Linked DNA regions of Pan troglodytes: region 2 is linked to region 1. A link is a contact called in public Hi-C data. All regions are on one chromosome and are shown on one strand. Each heading gives the region's core, a stretch centred on a gene start, on an enhancer-like site or on the middle of the called end of the contact. The rest is flanking DNA. Distances are from core to core; before and after follow the strand shown. Region 1 holds the start of KDM7A (lysine demethylase 7A). Region 2 overlaps SLC37A3 (solute carrier family 37 member 3).

Evidence for each region. A called contact is a pair of places that touch in the nucleus more often than the background predicts.
Region 2: a contact with region 1 is called in a Hi-C map of induced pluripotent stem cells, with 1.8 times the contacts expected there. The contact joins the enhancer-like site here to the promoter of KDM7A in region 1. A contact is called at or near these places in 3 of 7 Hi-C or Micro-C datasets (blood, induced pluripotent stem cells and stem cell-derived neural progenitor cells) and 1 of 1 datasets of contacts at active chromatin or transcription factors (stem cell-derived excitatory neurons).

What each region holds. Positions count from the first base shown.
Region 1 is chr6:155,537,550-155,540,377 of NHGRI_mPanTro3-v2.0_pri, forward strand. KDM7A (lysine demethylase 7A) reads right to left here and starts at 1,356. Exons shown (of 20, transcript XM_527907.8): 1 at 979-1,356. The coding sequence starts at 1,172.
Region 2 is chr6:155,686,335-155,689,162 of NHGRI_mPanTro3-v2.0_pri, forward strand. All of the region lies in intron 14 of SLC37A3 (solute carrier family 37 member 3), which reads right to left. Among named protein-coding and RNA genes, the nearest start is that of SLC37A3, 70 kb to the right of the region's middle. Within about 2 kb of position 1,442, at least 6 of the 24 cell types and tissues checked have an H3K27ac peak or open chromatin away from gene starts, as enhancers often do. A contact at or near this core is called in induced pluripotent stem cells, where this site is marked.

The DNA.
Region 1 (2,828 bases), core at 106-2,605:
CCGCCGCCAGCCGGCCCCGCAGCGTCCGCCCGGCCGACTCAAGTTCGCCGGCACCGGCGCCCGGGGCACAGCCGCAGGCGGTCCCGGTGTCGCCAGCTTCGAGCGATGGCAACTGCACTCTTTGTAAAGTTTAAGCCGCGGCGCAAGGGCGACGCAGGGGGTCCGGAGAACCGTTCCCTTCGGGCCCCCGCCGCCCACTCCATCTGCCCCAGTCCCGGCGACCCGGGTGTGTGCGGGGGCCCAGGGCCGCGACCCGGGTCAACCTGCCGCCCGCCGGGGGCCCGGCCCCAACTTCCCCGGCACCTTTCAAGTCCCCGAGAGCGAGTGCCTCATCTGTTGCTCTGTTTACTCCGCGGAGCCCCGCCGAGCTGGCTGGCGCGGTCGCCTCTCCGGCCCGCCGCTGCCCCCGTCCCACTGGCCCAGGAAGTTTGATAAAGGCGGGGAAGGGGGCGCGACAGGGACCCGCGGCGCGGAGGAGACGCGGGGCCGGGGCGACCCCATCGCCGCCCGGAAGGAAGGCAGGCGCGTCGGCCGGCCGGGCAGAGCGGCGGGGCGGCCGGCGACTCCGGCCGGAGCCCCGGGCGCGGCGGGGCGGGGCGGGGCGGCGGCGGCCCGGGCTGGCGAGGGGCTGCGGACCCGGCCGGCGCTCCGCCCGACGCCCCCGCCGCGCCCGCCCGGCCGCGTCCCCTCGCCCCAGGCTCCCCCTGCCAACTTCTCCGCCGGCCCTCTTTGTTCGTGTTTGTTGTGGCGACTCTTCGCCCGGGCCAGGCGAGCCCACCGGCTCCCCTCTGGAGCCCGCCCGGCGAACCCGGGGCACCGCGCGCCCCACTGCCCGGCCGGGGGGCTAGGCACCGGGGCCCCCTGAAAGCTGGGCGCGGCGCGGCGGCCCGGCCCGAGGGAGGCGCGGGCGGCCGGCGGCGGCGGCGGTTGGTCGGTGGCCGGCGGTGGCGGCTGCGGGGCTGGAGGGGGTTTATTTACCTGCCGTGGAACCAGTCCTTGCAAATATCGCACTCGATCATGAAGCGGTTCACGTCGTACGGCTGCCGGCACACACAGTACACGGGCGGGGGCGGCGGAGGCGCCGAGGCCCGGCCGGGAGCCGCCACCGACACGGCTGCCGCGGCGGCTCCAGCTGCTGCTCCCGCGGCCACCGCCGCCGCCGCTCCGGCCATCTTTAAAAAACACACACACGCTCGCTCGCTGCTCCGCTCGCCGACTGGAGCGAGCGCAGCCGCCAGCCAGCGCCGCCTCCTGCAGCAGCCGCGGCGGCGGCGGCGGCGGCGGCGCCTCAGTGCGCGCGCGCGAGACCGCGGCGGCTGGCGGAGGGGGAGGAGGCGCGCGCGACGCGCGAGGCCCAGACCCGGCTGCTTCCGGCGCTCGGCGCGGGGCCGTGCGTCTCGCGCACGTCTCTGGCGCCGGCGCGCGCTCCCCGCTCCTCTCCGCGACGGCCGGGCGGAGGGAGCTGTTGAAGGGCACGCAGGCGGCTGCGGGGGCGGAGGGAGCCGAGGCCCCGTGAGGACACGCGCGGTGGTGGCGGTGGCGGCGGGCGCGCGGCCGCAGCCGGAGGAGGACGGCGGGAGCGTGCGAGGAGCTGGCTCGGTTATTTCGGAGCGAGAGCCGAGGCCGGGGGAAGTTCCTGCGGAGTGCTCAAGGGCAGAAGAGGTGCCGCGTCCCGAAGAGGGGAAGCGGAGAAGTTTGCTGCTGTCCGGGTCGCCTCGCGACGCTGAGAGAATCGCCCAGCCCTCCGCAGCCGCCCAGCGAGAACCGGAGCTGCGGCCCCGCACCGGCGTGAGTCCAGCTGAGCTGACACGCCGAGCCGGTTGTGCCTTTCCGAGGGAGGAATGTGCCGTGGAATCCAAACTTTGGAAAACGTCCCACCCGAATTCCCAGCGAGCAGCAAGGAGACCAGAGCGTCGATGGAGCCACCGTTAGTTGCGGGAGGGCTGTCCCCAAGAGGAATTCATCACTGTCGTCCGCTGGGAGGGACCAACCTTGAAATGGGGTTGGTGGAGAGAGGGATGGAGAAGAGCCGGCGTGCTTATAAATAACAAAACTTAGCTATGAACCCTTCCGATTCCCAAGTGGGGAAGATAGGGGTAAAATTCTAAGTGACTTCTCGCTCCGAAGAGGGATACCACAAAAAGCGGAGCGCAGGGTACTTGGCGTATAATAAGCCATCAATAATTTATGGGTGAAATTGAGAGCCAAATATAAGATGATAAACTGAAGAATAAAAACAGCTGACAAATACTGTATAGAAAAGATTGCGTTGGAATCATAACTGTGGATTGGAAGTGATGTTAAGGATTATTGAATTGAGTATTTGTAGCTGAATTTCTGCTGGCATTTCTATCAGTGGGGAAAGCCCTCACGGCTCCATAGGTAATTTTTGTTAGGGGAGGAAGAAGTGTTGTTCTGTCACCCACCCCCAGGCAAAGAGTCGCTGATCTAATTCTCCATTTCTTTCTTTCTTTCTTTGAAACGGAGTTTCGTTCTTGTTGCCCAGGCTGGAGTGCAGTGCAGTGCTGCGATCTCGGCTCATTGCAACCTCCACCTCCCGGGTTCGAGGGATCCTCTGCCTCAGCCTCCCAAGTAGCTGGGATTACAGGCGCACGCCACCGCACCCGGGTAATTTTGTATTTTTAATAGAGACAGGGTTTCACCATGTTGGCCAGGCTGTTTGAACTCCTGACCTCAAGTGATCCGCCCGCCTCGGCCTCTCAAAGTGCTGGGATTACAGGCGTGAGCCACCAAGTCCTGCCTAATCTCCTTTTTATAGTTGAGGAAAGCTAGTAACTTGACTGAAGTCTCATATATTAGAGCTGTAA
Region 2 (2,828 bases), core at 192-2,691, 150 kb after region 1:
AGAGTTTCTTGGGATTGAGGATTAGGAGGAAAGAGGAAATCAAGTTGGGAAAGATCAGTAGCGTTCAAAGAATGAGAAGGTACTCAACAATTTCAAAAGGGAAGAACTGGGACCTCCCAGTTTGATCAGAAAGCAATAGCGGGGGAAGTGTTTCAATCACATTTTGAAAAAGCTTTTTTTTTTTTTTTTTTTTTGAGAGAGAGAGTCTCGCTCTGTCACCCAGGCTGGAGTGGAGTGGCGTCATCTCGGCTCCCTGCAACCGCCTCCTCCACCTCCCAGGTTCAAGCAATTCATCTGCCTCAGCCTCCCAAATAGCTGGGATTACAGGCGCCCGCCACCATGCCCAGCTAATTTTTGCATTTTTAGTAGAGATGGGGTTTTGCCATGTTGGTCAGGCTGGTCTCAAACTCCTGACCTCAAGCAATCCACCCGCCTCAGCCTCCCAAAGTGCTGGGATTACAGGCATGAGCCACCGCACCTGGCCCTAAAAAGCTTTTCAAAGGGAAAGACGGAAGTTGTCTTCAAATATATTGAGTTAGCCCTTCAATGTAAATAAGGAAAAAACTGTATATTTTATATATGTATGTCTTATATATATACACACACACATATATATACATACGCACACACACACACACACACACACATATCTCAAGAGAAAATATACATTTGTGTTGCTTTTTCCTAGGACCAATGGAAGAAATCATGAGATCCTCAGTGAATAGGATAAAGACCGTTCTAACCATGGGAGCTCTCCAACAATGGAATGGCTTCCCCGGGAGAGCATGCTCTGGTCCTTGAAAGGGGACAGTTTCCGCGGACAGGTTAGTGGCCAGCTGATAGAGATAACACAAAGGAATTCACACACGAGAGAGAGAGGAAGCCGACTGAGCTCTAAACTCAGTTCAAAGCTGGATTCCAGATGATGGAAGGAAGAGTTGCTGGAAAATAATGTGGTTTTCCATAGGTGGACTGTCCATTCGGAGAATCTGTTCAACATTGGTAGTAGAGGGATGACAGCTGTGAGAGGTGAAGGGGGTGACTGAAGGTCTCTCCTCCCTCCACTGACTCAATTCAGAGGTCTGGAGACATAAAGACTGAAGAAAAAGGTGGACAGAAGCTAATTTAAGGGAGTGAGATTTCGAGTGAAGTTAAGGACCCACGTCTTCTGAGACTTCAGCACAGGCTGAGCCAGGGATTTTGAGGCTGAACTGTCTCAAGTGGACGATCTCCAGGTCCTCTGCATCTTCCAGTATAAGGGACGGGGAGGTTACTGGCGGAAATAGGAGGCCAGGGGAGGGAACCGAGGACTTACACAGAGGGGAAACAGAGAGAGAATCACTAGCCAGGAGGACATCTAAACAAACGGATATAAAGTGAGACTGAAATAAAGAGCGCGCAGCACTTTCCTTCAAACAAGTGCAGCAGGCAGTGTCTGGGACTTTGTCTCCCCCTGCTGAGCCAAGAGGTATGAATGGTCCGCCGCGGGGAAAGGGTTTTCACAGGCCAAGAACTGCTTCTTTGGGAAGGAAAACATAACCAACGGTATAAAAATCTCCTCTCTCACAACCACCACGACCCTGAAGCATTAAAGAAGCTGGTAGAAAGTGACATGGCTGTGCCAAGACCAGATGCGCGTGGAAGGGGACAGCAAAGGGGACAGCACTGGGCACCCCATGGCCACTCTTGCCAAGCTTTTCTCTGAAAGCTTCTTCCCTTCACCACCAATCCAACCCCTTTATCCAGAGGCTGTGCCAATGGCCTCTCACGGATTGCAGAGCCTGGGGCTGGGAGGGTGGGGGCAGGAAGTTAGGGATCCTTCCTCAGGTCATGACACAGGCTTGCTTCTCAAAAGATCTGTTGGTCAGGCGCCGTGGTTCACGCCTATAATCTCAGCACTTTGGGAGGCTGAGGCAGGTGGATCACCTGAGGTCAGGAGTTTGAGACCAGCCTGGGCAACACGGTGAAACCCTGTTTTCTACTAAAAATACAAAAGTTAGCTGGGCATGGTGGCAGACGCCTGTAATCCCAGCTACTCTGGAGGCTGAGGCACAAGAATCGCTTGAACCCAGGAGGCAGAGGCTGCACTGAGCTGAGATTGCACCACTGCACTCCAGCCTGGGCAACAGAGCGAGATTCTGTCTCAAAAAAAAAAAAAAAAATCTGTTAAGGAGGATTATGAGGCTCTACACTCTTTCCAAGAGCTTGTTCACAGAATAATCTCTTTTCGGAACCTGAGTAGAACCAATAAAAGTAAAACCCACTGGGGCGTGTGGGGAAGGAGTGCTCTCTGCCACCAGTACTTTGGTCACGACTCTTGCCCCTCCCAGCCCCGCCTTCCTGGCTCCAGAATGGTTGCTCTTCATTTTATAACCCTATTAACATCTTCATTCTTCATTCTAGGACACAGAGGCCAGTTACGTCTGCTATTTGTTAGGTACTATTTTTTAATGGAAATCAACTGCAGTGCTGTTAGGTTCCTGAGGCTTTCCATGGTGAGCCTAAGAAAACAAGCAAAATGCTAAATAAATAAACAAATGCACACACACAAAAAATGTCTAGGAGTGTGGTACCCTAATGTCACTCTGTAGGGTGTGATAATAACTACTAAACAAGGTAAAGGCCTTTGAAGTCCTCAGATGAAAGGTTTTACCTAAATACAATTATCCCATTAAATCCAAAAGAACATTCCTGTCCAACAGGGTAGCGCTTTTATCTGTGTTTCTCTGCCGTTGAATTTCTGAGATGACAGCTTCCTGTGCCACAGTGATAAAGCGGATTGAAAACAGTTTCAAACAATTTTGCTACTTTTTATTTAATTCCTGAAA